2 separate regions of the Mus musculus genome follow, and region 1 is linked to region 2. The links are chromatin contacts, called in public Hi-C maps. All regions are on one chromosome and are shown on one strand. Each heading gives the region's core, a stretch centred on a gene start, on an enhancer-like site or on the middle of the called end of the contact. The rest is flanking DNA. Distances are from core to core; before and after follow the strand shown.

Region 1 (5,225 bases), core at 635-3,134, 58 kb before region 2:
CATCGGGAGCTAGGCCTGCACACCCCCTCAGCTGTCTTACCCCTTTGTATTCAGCTCTGTGAGCCTCCAGCAGCTCAGCTGGGCTCATTACTATCTTTAACCACTCAGTGACTCTTTTTGTGACTTTTGATGAGATTTTCTTTTCTTTTTGAAGACAGGCTCTTGTGTAGTCCAGGCTGACCTCAAACACAATTGAAATCAAAGGATAACACTGGATTTATGATCTTTTTGCCTCTACTTCCTGGGTACTGGGATTACAGGTGTGTGCTACTACACCCAGTTTATGCATCACTAGGGATGGAATCCAAAGTGTCATTGACACTAGGCAAGCACTTTACCAATGAGTCACAGCCTGAGCCCTGCAGTGACACTCACCTGCAGGAGCTTTCTGTCTCTGCCTCACTTCAATCCTCTCTACGATTGTGGAAAGACACAGATCTGTCTGTCTGCAGCATGGAGCACTCTGGGTAGGGTCACTGGAAAGGCGATACTTAGTTCTCTTCTGAAACATCCCTTCTGTGCACCAGTCCAGGAGCCTTGTCTTCACTGAAGCATGCTTGGGATTCCCAGGACCTCAAAAGTGACACACCCTCACCATGACCCTAGTGGGGAGCTCTGGTTAAAACCCCAGTGTTTGTCAAGGTCTGGGAGACAAAAAAATGCAAGGCCAGTGGCCCAGACTGCTCCATACAGCTCTGCAAACAGCTTCCTGTTGGAAAGTTCCGTAGGGCAGTTTGTTAGATCATTTGTAGGGAAGGGCTAGAGACCGTCTGTGGGTGTTTAATTCCAGGTCTTCATGAAGTAGTACTTCCCTATAGGTAACAGCAATCTCAGCGCCTGCACCACCAGTGCAACAGCCAATCCCATCGAAGGTTCCTTACTACAACAGCCAATCCCATCGAAGTTTCCTTGCTACAACAGCCAATCCCATCGAAGGTTCCTTACTACAACAGCCGATCCCATCGAAGGTTCCTTACTACAACAGCCAATCCCATCGAAGTTTCCTTGCTACAACAGCCAATCCCATCGAAGGTTCCTTACTACAACAGCCAATCCCATCGAAGGTTCCTTACTACAACAGCCAATCCCATCGAAGTTTCCTTACTACAACAGCCAATACCAACAAAGGTGTCCTACTACCACAGTCGACCACAATGAAAGACTCTTCCTCCCCTTCCCTCTTCCCCTCCCTCTCCTCTTTCCTTTTCCTTTTTCTTTGAGCCAGAATTATATTGTGTAGCTAGGCGGGCCTGGAACTCACAGTCCCTCTGCTGCTGATTCCTAAGTACTGGGAAGACAGGCATGAGTCTCCATACCCAGCTGCCATCGAAGGCTCTGAAGCATTTGTTCTCTGGGTCTACTTGGCTGCCAGCGAAGAACAGCGAAGAGATAGACAAAGTCACAGATGGGTACACGAGTGTTGGCTGCTACACAGCACAGCTGCCTGCCCACATGCCAAATGTTGGAGCAGAGATTGCAGGGCGGCACCAGGGCAAAGGCTGTGCCCCTGATAGTAAAGTGCCAAGGCTGGGAATCCCTTGGGGGAGGCAGGTAGAATTGAAGACCCACCCTGTACCTGGGCCCTGGGTCTCCTCTTGCTCAGGATCACCTCACTGAGGGACGGGAAATTTGCTTGACTCAAGGGTACACCTGTCACCACCATGCCACTTTGGCTTACTCTTCTCTGGAGATGTTTGTCTTGTTCGTGGTACAGATTCCAGCCCGAGAGGAATGCACTCTAAGAGCAAGAGGCAGCGTCAAGGGCTCCAAGTCTGGGGACAGCCTGGGGACAGCCTGGGGACAGCTGGCCTCAGAAGGCCAGGCATGAAGTGATGACAGGGGCGGGGTGGTGATACTGTCCCAGCCCAGCATTCAAGAGATAGCAGCTCAGGTTGTTTGGCCCTACCCCTCCCAGGTCCCAAGGAGCCCAAAAGGACGAGAGCAGAGAGTGGGCGTGGAGGAAGGGAGGGCAAAGGCACCTTTTCTTCTTAAAGAGTGAACCCACCCAGTGCCACACGGCTTTGAAGCTAGAATTCAGAAATGCCTCAAGCCCAAGTCTTGCGCACAGTAGGGTGTCCCACACACAGTAGGCACTGAAAACATTTGCTGAGGACATGTACAGGCTCCAAGCAGGTTTTGGCTAGACTCCTGGCACCGCCCACTCTCCAACCTCATCTCAGGCTTACATTGTTACCATTCCTCCAGGTTTGGAATACGCCTGTTTGCAGTCAGTGTCAGCTGGATCTGAGGACAGCCAGATCCAGAGCTCTGCTGGGGTCTCGTGAAGAATGCAGGGCTTACCCAGAGGAACGGATCACACATGGACCTGCTAGCCCCCTTCTGTGTCTGCCAGGAGAGAACCCCAATCCAGGCCTGTTTTACTCTGAACCCTGAAACCCCATAATTAGATACACAGCAGAAGCAGGAATTGCTAGGCCTGCGACCTCTCTGCCTGGTTTTGCAGCCCCTGCCTCACTCTCCAAGGGCCCCGACCTTCTTTCCATCAGGCTGCGAGGTATCTGGGCTTTGCAGGAAGGTTATGTGTTTGATCTTTCCTCTTTTTTACACTGTGCTGCCTTTGGTGGAATCACGAAACCTCTCTTTGCTTTTGTTTCCTCGTGTGTAGAAGTCAGGAGCATGTCCCATACTGTAGCCACTCAGCTTGGAAGCATCTTTCTGTCTGAGTTTTCCCTGGGAGACTCTCATGCGACCTTATACTTGATAATGTAGACGAATTCAGAACTCAATTTCTCAGACCAACTGCTCATGCTGGCTTGTCTTTTGGTGAGCATGGTTGCAGAGGCAGCTCTATGGTAACAGTGACTGCTGAACTCACAAATATCTGCAGGGACAGCAGTATGTACTCGATCCCCAAAGAGGAGTCAGTGTCATTTCTAGCTATCTCTCATGTGTGTCCTTGTCTCCACTACTCAAATTCAGTGGTGTGTGTGTCTGTGTGTGGCTATGTGAGTGGGTGTATAGTTGTGGGTGTGCATCCACATGCTCATGTCAGTGCAAAGAACAACAGCAATCTGGAGAGATTGCTCAGTGTGCAGTGTTCTCTGTGCGAGCATGAGGACCTAAGTTCGGATTCGTATAAAAAGTGTATAGTGTATAGTGATACACAACTGTAATCTCTGCACTGAGAGGCGGAGACAGGGGCTCTGGGCTCCAAGCCAATCATTGAGCTCCAGGTTCAGTGAGAGACCTGTTTCAAAAGTAAAAAAATAGAAAAATTAAAATAAAGGGTTAGAGAAGTCACTTGCTGTTTTTATAGACACTGACTTCTGTTCCAGCATCCACATGGCGGCTCACAACCATCTGTGACTCCGGTTTTAAGGGATCCAACACTCTCTTCTGGCCTCCCGGGACCTCAAGCATGCACATAGTACACATATGTGGTGGTTTCAATGAGAATGGCTCCCATAGGCTTATATGTCTAAAAGCCGGGTCCCCAGGTAGTGGAACTGTTTGGGAAGGATTAGGAGGTGTGGCCTCATTGGAGGAAGTGTGTCACTGAGGCTTTGAGGTTTCAAAAGTCCACACCAGCCTCTCTCTAACTCTGTCTGCTGCCTACAAATCAAGAAGGAGCTCTCAGCTACTTCTCCAACACCCTGCCTGCCTGCCTGCCTGCTGCCTGCCTGCCTGCCTGCCTGCCTGCCTGCCTGCCTGCTGCCTGCCTGCCTGCCTGCCTGCCTGCCTGCCTGCCTGCTGCCTGCTGCCTGCCTGCCTGCTGCCTGCCTGCCTGCCTGCCTGCCTGCCTGCTGCCTGCCTGCCTGCCTGCCTGCCCGCCCGCCCGCCTGCTGCCTGCCTGCCTGCTGCCTGCCTGCCTGCCACCATGCTCCCAGGCATCACAATAATAACCCTATGAAGCTGTAAACAAGCCTCAATTAAATGTTTTCTTCTATAAGTTGCCTTGGTTATGGTTTCTCTTCACAGCAATAGGACAGTGACTAAGACAGCATGCATACACACAGATGCTTATGCACATAAATTCTTCATTAAAAGTAAAATGTAATAAAGAAAGGCACACAGTATCCTCTTCTTGCCTCCACAGATGCATGTCTGAGCAAACATCCACACATCAACATGTGTGCATACGCACACGCCACAAACACATCTAGAGTATATAGATACTCCTATGTACATCTCTTTGTGGATATGTATGTATTTGTAGATATATCAGACAGCAATGAGATCAATCATGGCCCCAGAGAGCGTCAGAGGGGCGGGCTGAGAGACAGTAAGGAAACCCGCAGCCGCACCTTGGCAGCTGTCTACCAGTGGTCAGAATGCCCCTTTGTGGTTAAACACCCTTGAGGCTGCAAACTAGTTGTCCCCACCACATTAGAAACTAAGGTGCCAGGACATTTGCCCACACACGTGCTCTGCTCTACGGAACAGTCTGTAACCCCAGAGGCCCCGGCTTCGTTACAGTATCATTTACTTTGCAGTTTTTTGACCTTCCTAGAGAGCTTTCCTAGAGGATCATGGGAAGAAATACTCTAAAAGTGTGATTCCCATCCACCATGATTTGGGAGGGAAAGAGACTTTACCTCATGAATATGCCACTCGCCTAATAAATATTCATAAAAATCTTTCTAATCCGCAGAGTCACAACACAGAACCCACTCCGCTGCCCCATCCTGGCACAGCCCACTCTAGTCTCTCCGGAATGCTTTGCTAAAGAAACTCCTTAAACTTAAACTGTCTGTGTCTCTGGACTGAATCCTTTCGTGTGAAGAGACAAGAACAGAGAATTTTCTACAATGCCAGTACTGGGTTGGTCCGCAGTCACTTAGATTGGAGAAACTTCTTACAGTAGCTGAGCCTCTTTTCTGTCTTTTAATTTTCTTCTTGCCTCACACACACTAGGCAAGCATTCTTGCACTGGCTCATAGCCCCAACCCCTGTTCCCTTCTTATTAAGTAATGGCCAAAGACACGGTAGGTGTTGCCTTTCTAACCTGGACTCTGTGCAAAGGAAGATGAGTCACCTGTCCCTTCCTCCCATGCTGTATGTCACTTCAAGGCAATCAGGATTGTAGTTAGGAAATTTTCCACACAGAGGTTCCAGGGCCATAGGGCAAAGGGATGTCCCCAGAAAGAAAGTGACATCACAAATATCATTTTATATTTTCTAATAGTCACAGTAAATAAGCAAATGGGTAAGCTGTCTTCAATCCCTGCACTTGGGAGCCTAAGGCTGGATGATCAAGAACTTAG
Region 2 (5,763 bases), core at 1,383-3,882:
TGACTCCCTCTCTGCTGCCTGCAGATCCGGATGTAAAAAGCTCCTGCTGCAGTGCTAGACCTGTCTGCTTCCCCCATGACGATCATGGACTCACACTCTAACTGTAAGCAAGCCCCAAGTAAGAGTCCCTTCATCACAATGTCTCTCCACAGCAACAGAACATTGACTAACTAAGACAACCAAGGACCTTACATAGGCGTGTGTCTTAGAGTTTCCATTGCTATGAAGAGACATGACTACGGCTACTTTTATAAAGGAAAACATTTAATTGGGGCTGGCTTACAGTTTCAGAGGTCAGTCCATTAACAGTATGGCAGCATCCAGGCAGACATGGTACTAAGAGTTCTACATCTTCATTAAAAAAAAAAAAAAAAAGCCAGGAGCAGACTGTCTTCCAGGTAGCTAGGAGGAGCGTCTCAAAGCCCACCTCCACAGTGACACGCTTTCTCCAACAAGGCCACACCTCCTAATAGTGCCACTCCCTGGGCCAAGCACATTCAAACCACCACAATGTGTATGTGCAAGTGCACATACATATTTGAGTGCTGGGTACCACACTCCACTTTAGACTGGGTGTGTGTCCAAAAGCATTGGCTAGACAGCAATCAGTACATAGGTCAATAAGGATGCAAACAGACATCAGGGCAAACAGCAGGCAGGGACCACTCTTGAACATGTCAGTTAGAAGACAGGTTCTTTGTCCCAGTGGAGCCTAATCCCAGTGTACATAGAAGACTCAACCATAGAGACTGGGGAGACAGCGTAGTCACGAGGTTGCTATGCAAGCCAGAGGAGCTGAGTTCCAATCAGCCAGGCCCAGAAGCACATACTATAATCTCAGTTCTGGGAAGACAAAGATAAGGATACCCAGAGGACAGTAAGTGAGCTACTAGTTTAGTGAGAGACTCTGCCTCAGAGAATAAGCTGGAGAGTAATTGAAGAAGACACATGAAGTCCACCTCTCGTCTCCATGTGTTGTACACAAATAGACCCACAAAGTCAATTGTGGTATCTGTTAGAAGATGTTATCTCCAATGTCCTAATGACCACAGCATGTGTGTACACACTTGCATAAGCAGGTACACAGTATCTTGATGGAACCCTTATGTGATGACTGTTATTAGCTGTCAACTTGATTGGCTCTGAGGTCAACTGAGAGGCTCTGGGAAGGTGTATGGGAAAACTCCCTAAGAAGGGGAACCTTCCCCCACACCCACAGTGGGCAGCAGCTACACATGAAAAGGGTTTTTGAGAAAACCAGTGCAGCTTTTGCCTGCCTGCCTTCATTCCTTTCCAGTGAGACCACCTACCCTATTGCAGCTGCTCCTCCCCTTCAGAAATCAGCCTGCCAACATGGACTGAAGGCCTGCAACTCTTTAGGACCCGCCCCCCTGGGCCTCCACCACCACACTGGGACGCTGAGGCACCCAGACAATTGCACTGAGCAGCTACAGGGTTCTCAGCCCCTTCAGACGGCCATGTGTCACTACTCAGTATGAATTGTGTAGACCAATCCAGTAAATCCCCCTGTGGTCTGTATTTGTTTTAGAGAACCCTGACCAGCACACCTAAGGAGGAAATTGATCCAATCTGAAAACTCGCATCTGATTGAGGCTATTCTGAGTTGACTGAGATTGTAATTATTATTTAATTTATTTATTTTTGTTATGTGTGTATGAGTATTTTGCTTGCTTCCATGTCTATATAAGCATATATATATATATATATATATATATATATATATATATATATATATATACAAGCATGCAGTGCCCTAGGAGGCTAGAAGATTGTTTCCGAACCCGTGAAATTAGAGTGAAATTAGTGTCAGCTGCTGCCATGTGGGTGCTAGGAACCCGAACCCAGGTCCTCTGCAAGAACAACTGCTCTTAGCCCTGAGCTATTTCTCCACTCTTTTTCACCTTAAAAATCTGACCGTGAACGACAACGCAATTCAACCCATCTGCAAGATGCCTGCCACCTTGACTCAGTAACAGCAGGTGCAGTGGTGTCTCCCTTCCCCCACTCACCTGCAAGGGACAGTTCACCTCCTCAGCAGCGCACTCCAAGCGCCTCTTGAGGGTGTCCATGCTGCTGTTCTCCGTCAGAAGCCTGTCCAGCTCATAGCACAACTCGGACTTCCAGAAACCGAGGTCGGATAGCCTCTGGCCCAAGTTCCGGGAGGTTCCCTCCTGCATCTGGTGTATCAGCTGGTCCTTATCCTGCATGATCCGCAGCGAGTCGCCTGTCAGCCGGCTGGCCCAGAGCCGCGAGGCCTCTGCATTCCTGATCTGCAGATCATTGGAGCGGTCCCAGTCCCTTGGGGTGTAGCGACAGAAGAGCGCGGAGCGGAGCGAGGGCAGGATGGTGGGCGGCCGCCGGATGCCTGAGCATTCCTCGGGGATTGTCTGGGAGGTGGCGATCTTGTGGAAGACGCTGGGTCTCCACGCGTTCAGGTAGCGGTATCCGGGCAGGTGAAAGGGTTGGTAGCACTCCTGTACCACAGGTTCCTGCCCAGCAGGGGGCAGCGCCTGCAAGCCACAGCCTTTCTTGGGGCCACAGAAACTCGCTGTCTGAGTGGTTCCAAGAAATTCCATCTTTCCCCATCAGCCCCACCGGGGAAAACTTTACCCAAGGGGCCAGGGCATCCCAAGAGCTAGGAGCCGCGGGGCCTCTGTGACTTAGTGCTGGTGTCATAAAGCATGGGTTAGGGTCTTTGTGCCAGGTCCTGGTTCTCCAGGTGGTTGAAGCCCCTATGATCTAAATAAAATGCAGTCAACAAAGAGAAGTGTGTTTAGGGCCTGAAGAGATGGTTTTGGTGGCTAGGAGCATATAGTGCCCAACCGAAGGAGCTAAGTTCCTAGCAACCACATCACAACCGCCTGTAATTCTGGCTCAAGGAGATCTAATTCCTCCACAGGAGCCCATGCACACAGATAAACACAAATACACAAAATCAAAAGAAAAGAAGGCTTCTTTTGGAGACAGGGTTTCTCTGCATAGTCCTGGATGGAGCTTGCTTTGTAGATCAGGCTGGCCTCAAATTCTCAGAAATCCTCTGGCTCCACCTTCTGAGTACTGGGATTGAAGGCTTGCACCACCACTCCCAGTGGCTTTTTTTTTTTTTTTTTTTTGAGTGGAATTTTTCAATCCCACTGGTTTGGGGTCGAAAGAAACGGCAGATGTCTGTCATTCTGGAACAACAAAATCTGCCTTTCCAGAGCTTGATCAGTCTGGGTATCGAAGCAAATCTAATATGGTCCACACCTCTCACCCTGTGGGATCAGCTGGGCCAACATTAGCTGTCTTTGTTTCTTTATTCCCAAGATAATATCCAGAAGGTTCGATCATGCCTGCAGGAGTCAGGATGGAGTCAGGAAGGTGGGGACTAGAAGACCATCCTCAGCTATCTGTGTTTTTGTTTTGTTTTGCTTTGAGACACGGCTCCAGGTACCCAAGCTGACCTCAGACTTGATATGTGGCTGAGAAGAGCCTTGAACTTCTGATTCTCCTTCTCGACTCTCCTAAATGATGAGATTACAGGCCTCTGCCGCTGGCTGCACTGTTTGTGCTGAAGTTTGAAGCCCAGGGCTTCCGCAATGCTAGGCAAGCATTCTATCAACTATATCCCAAGGCTCATGAGTTTGGGGATATCATAGGCTACATGTGACTGAGTCAAAACATCAAATATTTTAAAATGGCCCATACATTGCACAGAGTTGTGCTCAGCAGTAGTGTTCACGCCAGCAGGAAGAGTGTGGTCGGACTGGATCGAGCATGAGCAGTTAGATCACGAAGCCTAAATGTGGAGTGGTTGCAATGGAGAACCACAACACTCTAGGCAGGTAAAATGGGGCCACAAAGACAAGAAAGTTTTACAACCTGCAGTTTTGAGAATGCAAAACTGGCCTCCTCATCAGTCTTCCTGGAACAACAAATGGGAGGAGGGGAGAAGCTGGAAATGGAATGGGTAACTGAAGTGCTCTGTGTGCTGGCTTGAGTAGGCTTGGTCCCCAGAGACTCAGGTGTGGCCCACAGGGAGTGACACTATTAGCAGATGTGTCTTTGTTAGGATAGGTGTGGCCTTGGTGGAGGAAGTGTGTCAGTGTGGGAGTGGGTTTTGAGGGCTCCTAGTGCTCAAGCTCTGCCCAGAGAAGGAGACAGTCTCTCCTGGTTGCCTTCAGATCAAGCTCTGCCCCGTGAGGAGGAGACAGTCTCTCCTGGTCGCCTTCAGATCAAGATTCTCCTTTTCCAGCACGAGGTCGGCCTGCACACTGACATGTTTCCTACCATGACGACAATGAACTGGACCTCTGAAGCTCTAAGCCAGCCCCCATTAAATGTTGTCCCAGGAGTTGCCTTGGTCGTGGTGTCTCTTCACCGCAATGGAAACCCAAACTATGATACTCTGTATCTTTGATTGTAGAGGAGATTGACCAGCTATTCATATTTGTCAACCCCCATAGAACACTTTAGTAAAACTGAATGAATCAGGGCCAATGAGATGGCTCAATGGATAGACACTTGCCACTAAACTCGATGACCCAAGTTCAGTTCCCAGGACCCATGTGACAGAAAGAGGGAAATAACTTCTGCCAGCTGTTCTCTGATGTCTGCACAAGTTTTGTGGCACATGTATGCACCCCCTACACACACACAACACACACACACACACACACACAAATTATATATATATATATGCATATATGCTTTAGTTAGGGTTTTACTGCTGTGAACAGACACCATGACCAAGACAACTCTTATAAGGAAAACATTTAATTGGGGCTCTCTTACAGGTTCAGAGGTTCAGTCCATTATCATCAAGGTGGAAACATGGCAGCATCCAGGCAGGCAAGGTTCAGGCAGAGCTGAGAGTTCTCCATCTTCATCTGAAGGCTGCTAGCAGAGTACTCGCTTCTAGGCAGCTAGGATGAGGGTCTTTAAAGCCCACACCCACAGTGACACACCTACTCCAACAGGGCCACACCTTCTAATAGTGCCACTCCCTGGGCCAAGCATATACAAACAATCACAATGTGTGTGTAATTTTAAATTTTTAAGTAAATTGTTCATAAATTATACTTCATTGTGCTTGAATTTTAAAATATAGAGGGAAGACTTTGAGCTCCAGGAAGCTGACACCACACTTGTTTTTCTTTATAATTAAACCTCCAGCACCGTGTACAATATCAAACATCTAGAATGAGAGCCTTACCTCTCTGGGATGTGTTTCATCCTATTCTATGACAATTTTGTTGCACTGAGAAACTCCCTCCACCCTTAATCACTGAGAGTAACAACAACACAGTGCTGACTGGGAAGAGTACTGCTGTGTCGGTCCTTACCCTCTCTGGGAATGGGAAAGAGAAACCTGGCTTTCTGTGGCTCTGGTTCACAGGTGTATCAGTTCGTTTCCAAAATACCTGAGGCTGTTAATGGATCAGCAAAAGGTTCATTTTGGCTCATAATTCTGTCACTTACAGTCTGTAATTAAGTAGCCCCTGCTTTGGGTTCCTGACAAACTGTGCCCTGAGAAGGCCACACATCATGGCCAGAATGCGGTAGAGGAATAGTACTATACCATGAGCAGAGAATCAAAGAGAGGAAAGAGGAGGCAGGAGCTGTAACCTTCTTCTTCAACTACAGCCCCTCCCCCATCACTAAATACCTTTCCTTAGGCTCTACCATCTTTAGCAGTGTCACCCTTGGGACCAAGCCTTCATCATAGGCTTTCAGGGACATTCAACGTTTGAGGCTTAATGG

The links. A called contact is a pair of places that touch in the nucleus more often than the background predicts.
Region 1: a Hi-C map of myocytes shows a contact between it and region 2, with 3 times the contacts expected there. The contact joins the enhancer-like site here to the promoter of Tekt5 in region 2. A contact is called at or near these places in 5 of 39 promoter capture datasets (the SN4741 cell line, cranial neural crest, embryonic stem cells and 2 more), 2 of 15 datasets of contacts at CTCF or cohesin (the NIH/3T3 cell line and embryonic stem cells), 10 of 484 Hi-C or Micro-C datasets (the HL-1 cell line, cerebral cortex, cortical neurons and 6 more), 8 of 115 datasets of contacts at active chromatin or transcription factors (astrocytes, bone marrow-derived macrophages, embryonic stem cells and 3 more) and 2 of 9 other capture datasets (adipose tissue and pancreatic islet).

The regions. Positions count from the first base shown.
Region 1 is chr16:10,335,842-10,341,066 of GRCm38.p6, forward strand. No RefSeq gene overlaps it. Among named protein-coding and RNA genes, the nearest start is that of Gm1600, 7.2 kb to the left of the region's middle. Within about 2 kb of position 1,885, at least 43 of the 459 cell types and tissues checked have an H3K27ac peak or open chromatin away from gene starts, as enhancers often do. A contact at or near this core is called in extraembryonic endoderm stem cells, hippocampal neurons, morula and 1 more, where this site is marked.
Region 2 is chr16:10,392,823-10,398,585 of GRCm38.p6, forward strand. Tekt5 (tektin 5) reads right to left here and starts at 2,633. Exons shown (of 7, transcript NM_001291001.2): 1 at 2,031-2,633. The coding sequence starts at 2,597.